Regions from separate parts of the Mus musculus genome. Here region 1 is linked to region 2. Evidence: chromatin contacts called from public Hi-C data. All regions are on one chromosome and are shown on one strand. Each heading gives the region's core, a stretch centred on a gene start, on an enhancer-like site or on the middle of the called end of the contact. The rest is flanking DNA. Distances are from core to core; before and after follow the strand shown. Region 1 holds the start of 1700080F18Rik (a long non-coding RNA gene). Region 2 overlaps Cacna1c (calcium channel, voltage-dependent, L type, alpha 1C subunit).

Region 1 (6,456 bases), core at 1,789-4,288, 48 kb before region 2:
CTTCCACGATTTAGCATAAGTAGAAACAGTTTTTAACCTTGAGGATTTTACTCACCCATGGCTCGGGGCTAAGAAGGGGATTTGTTGTTCTAAAAAGTGTGAAGGGAGTAGGAAGCCAGAGACAGATCCAACCAAAATGGCTTCTTTTCTTTTCTCCTTTCCTCTTCTCTCCTCTTTTCTTTTCTCTTGTATCTTTACCTTCCCCATAAGCTGTAAGACTTTGCAACACTTAGATGAGGCCTTGTCCATTTCTCATTCCATGGGTAAGAAGACATGACCTCAAGACATAAAAGTAAGTTATTCAAGTTCACATGGCAGAGACATATGGAAGTGGCATTGAGCGAGTCTTACCTGCCACAGACAGCTAACCACAGTGCCAGGATGCCCTTAATCTGAGTCCCCTGTTTCCCAGTGCCATCTTTAGAACGGTCAAATCAATTGTAACATGGATCCAGCACCACCCAGTGCTTGGGGCCTCTTTTGTGTCGGAGTTATTGTTGGCTGAGCATGTGCTCTGAAAGGAAGACACTGACCCTGGGTTAATGTCTTTGGGCATCATTTGTGTGGTTTGAATCTGTTTCATGCAGAACAAAATTTGTCATTTTTCATGTCACTTTTTGCACTTGTTTTTGCTGCTTTAATGTATAAAGAAGCCTGTTTCTTTATAGGAAGAACACCTGTGATTTTGGGCAACTGAAAAGCAATAGCTAGACTACGGGTTTGGGTTGGGTTGGGTTGAGTTGAGACAGGCTCTAATGTATCCCAAGCTAACCTTGCTTGGTTCTCCTGCCTCCACCTCATAAACGCTGTCATTATAGGTGTGTGCCACTATGCTGGTTTTTGTGGTGCTGGAGATGAAACCTTGGGCCTCATGCATGCTACATCAGTGTTCTGCTGCCTGAAGTACATCCCTAGCCTCTAGACAATGGTCTGTTACAAACCTAGCCTGCAAAGGTCGGAATGATGGTGGGAGGCATGGGAGTATGTAATCGTGTGCCTGGGGTGTGTCGCAATGTTGAGCGGCCTCCTCCTCAATCTGGTGATACTCGACTTAAGTATCGCTCTCTTAGAGCCTTCTACCGGTTCTTATCAACTGGGCCCTTAATGGGTCGGTGAGGTCCTAGCTGTTTCCTCGAGCCCCTTTGCTCCCCTGAAGAATGCATGCAGAAGCCATTTGAGGCAGCATCCGATGTGTCATCCTATTGCAATAAGATGGCTGGGACATTTGCATTTTCAACAACACTCTTGTTCTTTTTGCTGGGAATTGAAACACTGGCTGGGGGTGGGGGTAGGGGTGGGGATGGGAGTTGGGTTGGGGTACACAGAGAGAAACTCTCCCCAACAGCCTCATCCTCTAGGCCCCTCAACCCCAAACAGAGGTGCTACCCATTCTAGACACAAGAAAAGCTCAGCTTCTACAAGGCTCATGCCCATGCATATCACAGACGCCTGCTCTGGGCTGAAAGCTGGCACGCAAGAGCTCTGCCAGTGAGCAACATTAGAATTACAGACATAATAATACTAATTAACTTTCCCAGGCCTGTGCTCTCTGCATTTATTATTTGTAGAGAGACAAAGCCTTAAATAACAGGGCCAGCCTCTTTGGGAGCCCCACTTGGGGTGAGGACTGTCCTCATTACAGCAAGTGAGATGGATGGTGTTCTCAGACCAGGGCACATCATGGGAAAGCCTGCAGCAGGTGTAGCCTCCTTCTTAGCCAGCCCTGAGGCTTTCCACTGGCACCGTGTGGGGCAGGGATGGGGAGAAGAGAATCAATTTCTAGTGGTCTGGCCTCTCCTAAGGTTCACGTCCTCAGCATGTGCCTTCCTAGGCTACAGTGAGCCCCTGTTACTGGTGCTCAGCTTGGCTGCCTGTGATCCGAAGGCTCCCTACTTCTCAGTCCCTGCCTTATCATTTATGAATGAAGAACAGTGAGGAGGGAATGACATCAAATGTCTTTGACCTGGACGTGCTTCAAAAGGTTCCTGAAGCTCCTGGAATCGTATACATATGGAATGTGCTTCTGGCCACTCTCTCGGGGGCTAGCCATCCATGGCTAACTGCTGCTTTCAAAGGGTCTTTGAACTCAGGGTTAAGGTCATGAATGAGTTGGTCCCTGAGGGCCCCTCCACTTCTGCCCATTGATGACTTTAGAGCACTCATTCTCAGCACTTGGGTCGTGACCCCTTTGGCAAGCCCCCATCTCCAAAAATACTTACATTATGATTCCTAACAGTAGCAAGAAGTACAGTTAAGAAGCAGCAACAAAGATAATTTTATGGTTGGGGATCGCCACACCATGAGGAACTGTGTTAAAGGGTCACAGTGTTAGGAAGGCTGAGACTCACTAACTTAGAGCCATCGAAGCTGATGCATTTTGTCACACCCAGCAATGGGTTTGTGGAGACATGTGGTAGAGCCTTGGATTGGAAACACCCTATAAATTAGCTACTTTAAAGTAACTGACCTACTGGGCTTCATCACATGGGTTTGCTGTAGCGTTCCTACCTCTCAGCACCAGCTCTGAGAGCATCCCCAGGTTGTCCTCTATGTAACTTCTATCAATTTGGGGAGCACTTCTGCTGTTGGGCAGCCTGCTTTGTGGTCGTGAGCTAAGATGGTCTCCCTGAGCTTGCTGCCTGGGGGGGGGCATCCACGCTACCACTAAGATGGACATGCGACCTCTTACCTCTTGCACTCACAGAGCGGTAGAGAGCATTTCTTATTGGCAGTTTAATAATAAATGGATTGACTGTTAGAAACGCTTGGGAAGCTCACTCTGGGCTGTTGGACGGATGCTGTGAGAAAATCCAAACAATCACCTTTGAGGAATTCCAGGAGAATCTGGAGACTAACTGGAGATTAATTTCCAGGGACTTCGCAGTGCTTCTAAGTTGATACTGCTGCCACCCAGCTACAGAAAGGATATACATCTCTCTCTGTTCTGAACACCCTTGCTCTGACCACCAGTTCTTAACCATGGTCCAGGAGGTCGCTAGGTAGAATTCCAATGTGTCTCTGAAATAGGATGAAAATGGTTAGATCTTTGCTTTCAGACTTCTAGCGTGTATTCATCATGACTTTTCTTTATGATTGGAGGCAACATTAGTACTTCTATGACTTTTTCCACTGCTAGAAATCACTTTAAATCGAATTAAGGTAGGTGCAGGTACTCAAAAGTTTATGATAGGTAGCCACTTAACTCCAGACCACCAGTAGGTGAGAGGCGGTTTATCTTAGGGTTGGGATCATACACTCTAAAATCAGCAACCCTGCATTTGACCAAGCGTAACATCATATGTACTGTTCAGTTATCTTTCTCTTCATTAAATGCTGTGCTCTGCCTTTTAGGCATGCCTGGGCAACCCTAAGTACCAAATATGGAACTATTGCTGTTGCCCCATGCAGATAGCCTGTGTGGTAGTTGGAAAACTCAGGAAGAAAGGGGTGATGGGATAAGATGTATCAATCAGCTTGCTGTAGACCGAATAATTACTGGAGACAATCAGCTAAGAAGTCTGTTTCTACTGGCTACAGAGTGTGAGCACTTGGCTCTCTCTGTTGCTTCTGCTGGTGAGAGCTTGCAGCAGAGAAGGCTTGTTCATCTCATTGTGGCCAGGAGACAAAGAGACAGGAAAGGAACGGAGTCCCAGGATTTCTACTGCCAGCAACCTAATCCAAGTTTTCACTGCTTCTCAGTAGCCCCAAAACTGGGGACCCAGTGTGCAGCGCACATGGACCTCTGGAGAACACTGAAGATGCAGACTGCAGCAGATAGTAAGAGGAGAAATGGGACCAAAGCGTGGGGTGGTGGAACAATGGTGAGTCAGAAGCCTGGAGTTTCCCTTCTGATGCTGCCTTCATCAGGTCCTGGCTCACAAGAACAGTAATGTGGAACAGCCATGTGAGGGGGTGGGAGGACCGTGCCCTTCCTCCTTAGGTTCTAAGTCATAATGTCTTGATGGCTGGTGGAGTGAGGGGTCAGCTGTGACTCTGGAGTAAACCATGCCTGTTATAAATAGAAGGGTCAAGTTCCAAACTGGGAGGAGGGGTGGAGCCAAGGAGGCAGCCTAGCAAGCTGGGGGTTTTCAGCACCCCTTTGGCAGCAGAGATAAAGTTAATAAACAGAACCATCCCAAGAAACGGTTCCACGTCAGAGTCAGTCGAGGTGAGGAGCCTCTTCCCACAACTTCTTGGAAAAATAGAGACCCAGAGTTTGGAGACAAAAGGAAATAAAGCCAGTCAAAGTGCCCGTATTTACACAGTGGCCTTCACAGAGCAACCATCCAGGATAGCGCACTGGAGTATGAGCTAGGAGCAGGAGAGGGAGGAGCCAGTTCAGATGTGTTCAGCTCAGCTTCCTCCTTCAGTCACTGAGCAGAACTGTTTAAGGAGCAGCCTTTCACCTCCTGGCCTGACTTCCTGCCAGAGGTGCTGATGAGCAGGGAAGCTTCAGAAGCTAGGACCTCAAGCGGTCACACAGTTGCCGTGTCTAGAGACAAGCAAGCATTCTGCCTCCACTGATCTCACATCACACACGTTCACAGTGCCGCCACACTCCTTCCCTGCAGCCCAAGGTCCCTGCAGCTTTCTGCCCAGGCAATCACGTGCCACTCTTTATCTGAGAGGTCTTTATCTTTTCAAAGATGGTCTGTGTTCTTCATCTTTCTCCTCCGTTCTCAGCTTGCCTGGTGGCACATTTCCCACCCTTTCTGCCAGCATGTTCTTTCTGACCCATGTTACTTGGCAGTGTTGTGCTCCATTCTCCAGTCCTACTTCTGCTTTGCTTGTAGATCCTGGAACTGCGCATAGACTCCCTGAAGGGGCTTAGCAAAAGTGGGTTCAACTGGCTCTCCATCCCCCAGCACTCCGCCACACTCCCTTTCTTTGTGAAATAGAGGCTGGATGGTGTCTTCTGCAGTGCACAACCAGGGTCGTCTCACCCAGGCTCTCTCTTCTTTTGTATGCATGGACTCCACCTCACCATCAGTATTTACGAGCACAGTAGGCCAGGCAGACAGCATCAACCCTGCTTTCGAGGAGTTTACAATCTAGAAGGGGGTAGGGTGGAGATGCACTTCATTTAAAATGGCACTGCTGTTTGGTGTTTCCTGAAGAGTGCTGAGGAGATACCTAGCAGTATGTAAGCTTTGTAAGCTTTGGGTAGCTCAGCCCCGCGGTTATTTAGAGAGGACGAGGAAGGATTTTAAAGGCAGAGACCATTAAGGATAGCTAAAGTTTCCAGGGCGATAACACAGTCTCATCCATGGAGAGATGTGTAGCAGGAAAGAGGGTGAGGAGAGTCTGTGGAGTACAAGCAGAGGAAGCAGGTATTGTAAACACTGGGAGGAGCCAGAAAGATTACACGGTCTTTTCTTAAGAGATCTGCCACCAACTAGGAATGATTGATGACAAGACAGACGGCTAGAAATGAACATGATCTTGTGCACCTGAGAATAAAAATAATAAAGAAGTTTTCAAAAAACAGGAGTGAGCCACGCAGCAATGGTGCACGCCTTTAATCCCAGCAATCAGGAGACAGAGGTAGGCAGAGCTTTGTGAGTTCCAGGCTAGCCTTGTCTACAAAGTGAGTTCTAGAATAGCCAAGGGAGACAAAAGAGAGGGGGGGGGAAGAGGGAGGGAGGGAGGGAGGGAGGGAGGGAGGGAGGGAAGAAGGAGGAGGAGGAGGAGGAGGAGAGAGAGAGAGAACAAAATGGAAAGGAAAGGAAAGGAGAGGAGGGGAGGGATGAGAGGGAGGGAGGGAGGAAGAGAGAGAAAGAAAGAGAGAACAAAAAGGAAAGGAAAAGAGGGGAGGGGAGGGGAGGGAAGGAGAGGGGAGGGGAGGAAAAACCAGGAAGGATTCAAAAGCGCAGAACTTAAGTTAATATCCACAGGTGTCACAGCTAACCAGGAGCCAGGAGCAGCCATGGCTTCCTATGTTAGATAACTCAATAAACCAAAGTTGTAAGTGGAACCTATCTTTTGCCAGCCAGTTTCCCTTCCACCCGGGGGGGGGGGGGAGGGAGAACTACACAGCATTTGTGGGGGGGGGGAGAAGGGGAACATAGGACATGGTTGAGAATGGTAGTTATGTAGTATCGTCTGTTGTTATGATACAATTTGCATTTAAACTTGGTAAAAACCCATTAGCTGCCAAGAGGGAATAAGGAATCAATTTCCAAGAATGTACAATTTCCTCTAGAGAAGTCTCCAAACCAAAACACTAATTTACATGAAAAGCTGTAAAGAACGTAGTGGAAAAGTACATTCATAAGAAATTTTATTACACCTACATAAATTTAATACATGTGTTCTTAACAATTAGTCTTGGATTATTCATGAAAACTTCATAAAACATTAAACAGAACTGGCCATCCTCTCAAGCTATTTCCATGCTAAATACTTTCCACTTGTAATTTATGAAATAATTTTCAATGAATTATGGCACTCTAAGGA
Region 2 (7,063 bases), core at 2,598-5,097:
CAATGCTAAGCTTTTTATCTGTCCTCTCCTCAAAGCTCTGTAGTTAACTTGAAAGACCCAGTGAAGACAGAAAGCTGGAAGCCTGCATTGGCCAAGGCCAGTGTCCAGGACAAATGGAAGGTCACAGGAATAAAAGGGAGGGGGAAGTTTCCAGAGAGTTCAAGAAATCCCTAACAGATTTGAGAGACCAAACTTTGCAAGTGAAGTTTGCTTTGCTTTGGGCTGGGGAAGCTTCTCTCATTCTCTCCGTACCTTGACTTTAGCCTTCAAACCACCGTAAGCCAGGCCCATCTGAGAAAAGATTCTCTTCCCCCCTCCCCCTTTAAAAGATTCATTGATTTTTATTTTATGTGTATAGATGTTTTGCCCACATGTGTATCTGTGCTGCACAAGTGTGCAGTGCCTGAGGAAACCAGAAGAGGGCGTCAGATTCCCCGGGACTGGAGTTATAGATGGTTGCCAACTACTCTGTGGGTGCTGGGGACTGAACTGGGATTCTCTCCAGGAACAACAAGTGCTCTTAACTACTGAGTCATTTGTCCAGTCCCAAGAGTCTTTTTAAAAAAAAATTTAATTATTAAATGTATGTGCATATGCATGAGTGTAAATGACTCTATGTATATCAAGTGTGTACAGGCACCCACAGGAGCCAGAAGAGGGCATCAGTTTCCCTGGAACTAAAGTTGCAGGTGGTTGTGAGCTACCACAAACTGCTGGCCACCAAACTCGGGTCCTCTGCAAGAGCAGTGAGCCCTTCTAACCGCTGAGACTTCTCTCCGGCCCATAGAAGAGTCTTGGTGGGAGACTCTTCTGGATCTGGCTGGCCTATGGGTGACGGTCTTTGGCCTATGGGTGATGGTCTTGATTGTTGATTGATGTAGGAAGACCCAGCCCATTTCCACTTTACCGATGTCTAGGCTGTGGATCCTGAATTATGAGACGGGAGAAAGCTGGATGAGAACAAGTGGGTAGCTTGCTTACTCTACTTCTGACTACAGATGTGATGTGACTTCTTGCTTAAGTTTCTGCCCTACTTCCCTGAATGATGGGCTCTAACCCGGAACTGTAACCCAGACAAACCTTTTCCTCCCCTACATTGCTTTTTGTGCAGATGTTTCATCATACAACAGATAGGAAACTAAATCGGTGACTATTCGCCGTGTTTTCAGGCTCCTTTGTCGTAAATATGAGCACAGACCTGGTGTAAAGCTCTGGGGGAAGCAGAGTGCAGCCCGGGGACAGATAGGACAGATAGGGCACTGCAGAGAAGCGACCTAGGGCTTGTGCTCAGGTCTCTGTGGGGCTGCTAAAACTCACCAATAAGAAAAAAAAAATAGCAATCCCGTGCAATGGTGTCTGAATGAAAGACAAGACTTTGCCCCTGAAAGACTGCAATCTAACTGAGAAGGCAGCGTCTAATGAACCATGTAAAGTTAACGATATCACAAGTAAATTAACAGCAAGGAATACCACAAGGTGATCACTATTCAGCCAAAGGCCAAGGAAGTGAAATGGAATGTTGAATCTTTAAGATTGGATAACGTCTCAGGATAGAAACAGATACTATAAGCCTGAGGCTGAGGTGAGGATAATTTAGGTAAAGTGTTAGACACTGGAAGCCCAACTTCTATTCCAAAGGCAAGGCATAGAAGATATAGGCAAATTATGGCTAGAAAGATGGTGTCCCCTCCTCTTACTATATAGTGACTTTAAAAAACTCTCTATTTAGCTTGTGTGTCTTATAAGTTGGTTGTTGGGATTGGGCTCAGTTGTGCATTTTGTTGGTCCTAGCATAGAAGTCTTAGCCAGGTCATTGGTCATATGTCTACTATGAGCTGGTGGGATGCTGGAGCTGGCCCTGGCTGGATGGGATGCTGGAGCTGGCCCTAGCTGGATGGGATGCTGGAGCTGGCCCTGGCTGGTTGGGATGCTGGAGCTGGCCCTGGTTGGCTGGGATGCTGGAGCTGGCCCAGGCTAGATTGGCTGATTGTATCATTATTTCTAGTAGTCTAGCTGAAGTTTGTTTCTACAGAGAAATGCTTCAGAGCCTGACAGCTCAAGGCTTAGATGTTATATCCTGTAACTTCTGCAGTGTTCTCTTGGCCAAACAAGTGACAAAGCCAGCTTAGCTTAAAGAAGCAAGGGAATGATCATTGACTCTTGAGAGCATCACTAAGTAGTCTAGGCTGACCTTGAACCCGTAATCCTCCTGCCTCAGCCTTCAGAGTCCTGGTAGTAAAGGTGTTCACCACAGAACTCAACTTGCAATGCAGCTGTTTTTAACAGTTTCCAGCCGGGCAGTGGTGGCACACGCCTTTAATCCCAGCACTTGGGAGGCAGAGGCAGTCAGATTTCTGAGTTCGAGGCCAGCCTGGTCTACAAAGTGAGTTCCAGGACAGCCAAGGCTACACAGAGAAACCCTGTCTCAAAAACAAAACAAAAAAAAAACAAAACAAAACAAAAACCAAAAACAAACAAACAACAACAAAAAAAAAAACAGCTTCCATTGGTGGGTTGGTTGGATTGGAGGCCAGAGGATGCCTTCATAGAAGGGATGTAGGAAGTATCCATTGAACCAGAGAACTTGGCTACCTGTGGCCTGTGCCATTTGCAGAAAAGATTCTTTGATGTTTAGCAGGATGAGAATAGGAGTGTAGTGTGCATGTGTGATGGTGACAGGGACAGTTAGTAGAGGTGGTGAGTGGTTGTTATTCTAGGATGATAGCCGGTGATCGTCTCTTTAACCATTTCCACTTGGCAGAATAATAGAATGGCAACCCTATGCCTATCTGAGGATGCTGCATGCGGCAAAGGCAGAGCTTAAGCTGGAATGGACCAGATGAGGGCCAGCAAAATACTTATTCTCAGCTACATAAGAAAAGCAAGACCTAGGGTGAGACCCAGCGAATCAGCAAACACCCCTGAAGGGACAGGCCTGGGATTTCGCAGGTTGTTAGGAAACTCAGGCCCAGAGCAGGAATTGGTCTCCCACAAACATACACCACACAAACAGACACACATAGGCCCCTTCCTATGCTCTCTGATGTTGCAGGATCACTGTGTATGTTATAGAGAAGCCGAAAAAAAAAAAAAGACACAGGATGTTTAAATACAGTGTGGGGAAGTGGGGATGATTACAATCTTGAAGCAAAACATGCGTACACATTAGTAGATTAATCCTAAGTCCCAGAATGATAGCCACAGAGCCGTTAGCCTGGCAGTTCAGACTTTAGCATATGAACCTGAGCTGGGGCAGGCACAAACAGACAGTAACAAGTAGTGTTCCTAACTTGCCATCGATCTGCTGTTTAGGTTCATCCTGAGTGAATAGGGCCAAGATTATTCCTAACTGGAAGGCAAAGACATTGAATGTCTTACCTGGAGATCAGAAATTAGTTAACTGATCTGGTAGACCTGCCCCCACTTGCTCATCCTTAGTCCCGTCTTGGGGGGCAGAAAGGCATGGAACCAATGCTGGACTGTCATGTACAAAAACACTGCTTGTCTCCTCTTTTCTTGCCTTACATTGAGCAGCCTCAGTCTGTCCTCCCGTCAGTGATTGCTGCTTGTATCTTCCTGGGTCTGCAGTGGTCAGTGTATGGCTGTCAGCTCCTAGAAGTACAGATCACCCTTTCTGTGTGTTTTCCACATCTCTCAACAGGAAGCTGGGTCCATGGAACCATGCCCTACCTCCCTGCCCTGGCTGGCTGCTGGCCCAGCTGATCCTCTTGCCTGGGGGCTGCTTACTGCTGATTCTGTCCACCCATTGCTTCAGTCTGTGGGCAGCTCTTTCTCATTCCCCACCCTCGGAGCCCAAGCTGTTCTGCTGCAGAGCATCCTCCTCCTGGGTGCCAGAGAGGGCCAGGGGTGGGGAACACATATGAGAAAAAGAATACCGTGGCTAGAAGTAGCCATGGAGATCGTTTACATTCTTCAGGCTGGGGAGCTTGCCAGCCGCTCTGATAGCCAAATTCCGAAGACTCCAGCACAACAGATCTTGGATGGAGGCCCAGAGCAGGTCTAGGTGCCTGAGAGAGCCAAGTTTAGGAGCTTATGATAAATTAGCCTTTTCATTTCGTGGATGAGAAAATATAGGGTCTGCAGAGGCTGGGTGACCTCCCCCCAGGTCACCAGGTAGCATCAATGAGACTAAAAGTGGAACCCAGAGTTCTACAGTCCATCACAGAGCTGTTACTCGTCCTGTAAAATGTGACTGTCAATTTGCCTGCCACGGGCCGAAACTATGTATATAAAGATATATGTAAAGAACTGTGCCCAGGACCTGGCGAGAAGCATGAAGCAGGAGCTAGGAACCCTATTTGGCTGAGCTATCTCCCTACTATGGCAGTGACCAAGGAAGCCATAGCAAGCAGCACTTGGGTGGCTGTCCTGCAGCTTCACAATGAATATCCTGTGACATGGGGCTTAGAAAACATCACAGGGACTGGGGGAGGGGGCGCTGCAGGGATCTAAAGCCCTTGGCGCCTGGAGTTCCATGAGCTGAGATTTTTCACCACTGAACTCAACTCCACCTGGGAAGGCAACCCATAGTTCACCTCCCCACTGCAAAGGTCCCTGAAGGAAGAGATCTTGAGTCACCTTTACTGTACACTCCATTTTAGGGCATGTCCCACCGTTTTCTGCTTTCTGTTTTATATCATTGTAATTGAACCGATCCGCAGGCAGGGCAGGCCAATTTTTACAAGGAAAAGGAGACACCCACAAAGAGCCAGAATTATCCCTGTTTACAGCTCACAAGAAACATTTTTAAAATGAGATATGCCTTTAGGATAGCCAGGCAGCCATCTAGTCACTGATGGCTCCTCTGTGGCCTGTAGGCTGTGTGCAGCATGTCTGCTCTCCCAGCTACACCTGCCCTCGCTAGTCAATGGTCACTGTCCCATTCCTGGAACCCTGTGGTTGTCTCCCTAAGCAGTCCAAGCCATCCAAACATCTTCCTAAAACAACTAAACAACTATTATCCTTCACTCGCAGACTACTGCCATTTCATCACCATGGTGTTCTCTATCTATCTATCTATCTATCTATCTATCTATCTATCTATCTATCTATTGATCCATCCATCCATCTACCTATCTTCTATCTATCTGTTTCTCTGTCTCTGTCTGTGGTAACTTCTCTCTCTCTCCCGCCTTCTTGTGCTCTGTCTTTCTCAATCTCTCTATGTATGTGTCTCTTCCTGTCTCTCTCCCGGCTGTGGTGTCTTCTCTCTCTCTCTCTCTCTCTCCCTCTCTCTCTCTCTCTCTCTCTCTCTCTTCTCTGTGGTGTCTTATCCCTCTACCCTTCCCCCCCCCATGTCCCCAAGATTGGGGCATAGGGCCTCCACCACTGAGCTACAGCCTGAGCCCTTCACCCTGTTTCTTAAATCCAGGTGCAACATCCTTAATATAAAATATGGACTCTGAGCTATTACTCACAGCCTGCTGTAACTTAAGCCTTTCTCTTTCTCCCTGGTGTTATTCTAGGTTACAATAAGTACAGAATACTGGCAGCTCCTTCCTCGTTGCAGCGAACACTGTCGTCACCACCACCATTATGCTATTTTCACAGATTCGTATATTTTTTCACGAAATATTTGTTCTACACTGAAAACTAAGGCAAAAAAAAATGCCCTGCCTTTTGTGTCTCCCAGGAACCTTATTGCCTACATGTGCGTTTTTCATGCATCTAAGATTCAGCTATCTAACGTCAGACACACCAGCCTCCACCCTAGCAAATCTAGCCCTTCTTTTGTCCTGCACTTCTGGTGTCTGCAGTGCTCACTGAAGGGCTGTCCACAAGTAGTGTTGCTTGATAATTTGTCTCCATGATGCAAACCATCCAGCATCCTATAGACCGGGAGCCCATGGGTGGAGGTAGCACCCTACTCGATTTCATTTCTTAATTGATATTTGTGAATATTTATGGGGTGTGATAAGGTAACTGTGAACACACCTATAAGGCATAATGATCAGCTAGGTAGAATTTGCATCCCCCCACCCCAATGCTTTTACTTGGGTGAGTCAGGCAGGATCTCCCGGTCTCTGCTCTTAGTGACTGTACTACATGGCTATAGACCATAGTCTCTGTGCTGTGCTGTAAAAGGCCAGAATTAGTTGCTTCTGTATATTATATGTTGGTGCCTATTTCCAGGACACATTTCCTGCCTCCCATCCCCAGTCTCTAGTGATTATTTCAGTCTTTCCTATAAGATTGACCCTCCTGATCTTCATGTGTGAGTGAGATCATACCACTCTTACAACTGTAGTCCATGTCTCTGGAGTGAAGGGTCTTATTTAATTCACATGGTGGGGGTGGAGAAGGGCTGTCTAAGAAGGAGGCCATCTTTCACTGTGCCTGCAGTTGCACACCAAGAGGTGAGTGCAACGCCTGGGAGAGCAAGGCACACTGTCATCTGTGAGGAGCTTCCAGCGTGAGAGGAAGGGCAGGACTAGCATGTTAACCTTGGTGACTCTCACTGTTTTTGAGCCTCCATGTTGGAGAAATGTGCCTGTTCCCAGCTCTGTACAAAAGCATTGTGGGGACTAAGGATGCAGTGATGTAGCTCCAATCCCCAGAGTACCCAGTTCCTAGAGTGAGCCACGAGATACACTCAGAAAACTTGTCATGCAGGCTGTAGAACCAGATAGTAATATACTAAATGAGCAGACAGACAGACAGGAACTGGCTAAAGGCTGGGATGAGCACGGGAGAAGGAGGTCACTAGGCCTGGACAAGGCACAACAATCCTCTCCTAGGGGGGTGGATACAGTTGGCTCCTAGCACAGTGAGAACCTCACAAGCCAGCCCTATGCCCTTAGTAGGAGCAGAAAGGGAGGAAGGAAGCCTTTTAATGGGTGGTGTGGTGCTGAAAGTTGAGAAAGGACAGCGGGTGGGGAGGGAAGAGAAGTGGAGCCTGATGAGCCAGGACTCGGGATCTCTGCTAAGATGTGTATCACCTACTGTGAGGTTATGGGCCATTCCTCCCTCAAAAAGGCCTTCATCCTTTGAAGGTAAGAAAAATACTCAGACAAGACAGGGGAGCCCAAGGTCTGTGTCCCCA

The links. A called contact is a pair of places that touch in the nucleus more often than the background predicts.
Region 1: a contact with region 2 is called in a Hi-C map of uterus. The contact joins the promoter of 1700080F18Rik here to the enhancer-like site in region 2. A contact is called at or near these places in 1 of 484 Hi-C or Micro-C datasets (uterus), 1 of 115 datasets of contacts at active chromatin or transcription factors (embryonic stem cells) and 1 of 9 other capture datasets (adipose tissue).

What each region holds. Positions count from the first base shown.
Region 1 is chr6:118,837,170-118,843,625 of GRCm38.p6, reverse strand. It overlaps 1700080F18Rik (a long non-coding RNA gene), which reads right to left and starts at 3,038. Exons shown (of 2, transcript XR_003956354.1): 1 at 1-3,038. The region is part of intron 3 of Cacna1c (calcium channel, voltage-dependent, L type, alpha 1C subunit); the gene reads left to right.
Region 2 is chr6:118,788,890-118,795,952 of GRCm38.p6, reverse strand. All of the region lies in intron 3 of Cacna1c (calcium channel, voltage-dependent, L type, alpha 1C subunit), which reads left to right. Among named protein-coding and RNA genes, the nearest start is that of 1700080F18Rik, 48 kb to the left of the region's middle. Within about 2 kb of position 3,847, at least 62 of the 459 cell types and tissues checked have an H3K27ac peak or open chromatin away from gene starts, as enhancers often do. A contact at or near this core is called in uterus, where this site is marked.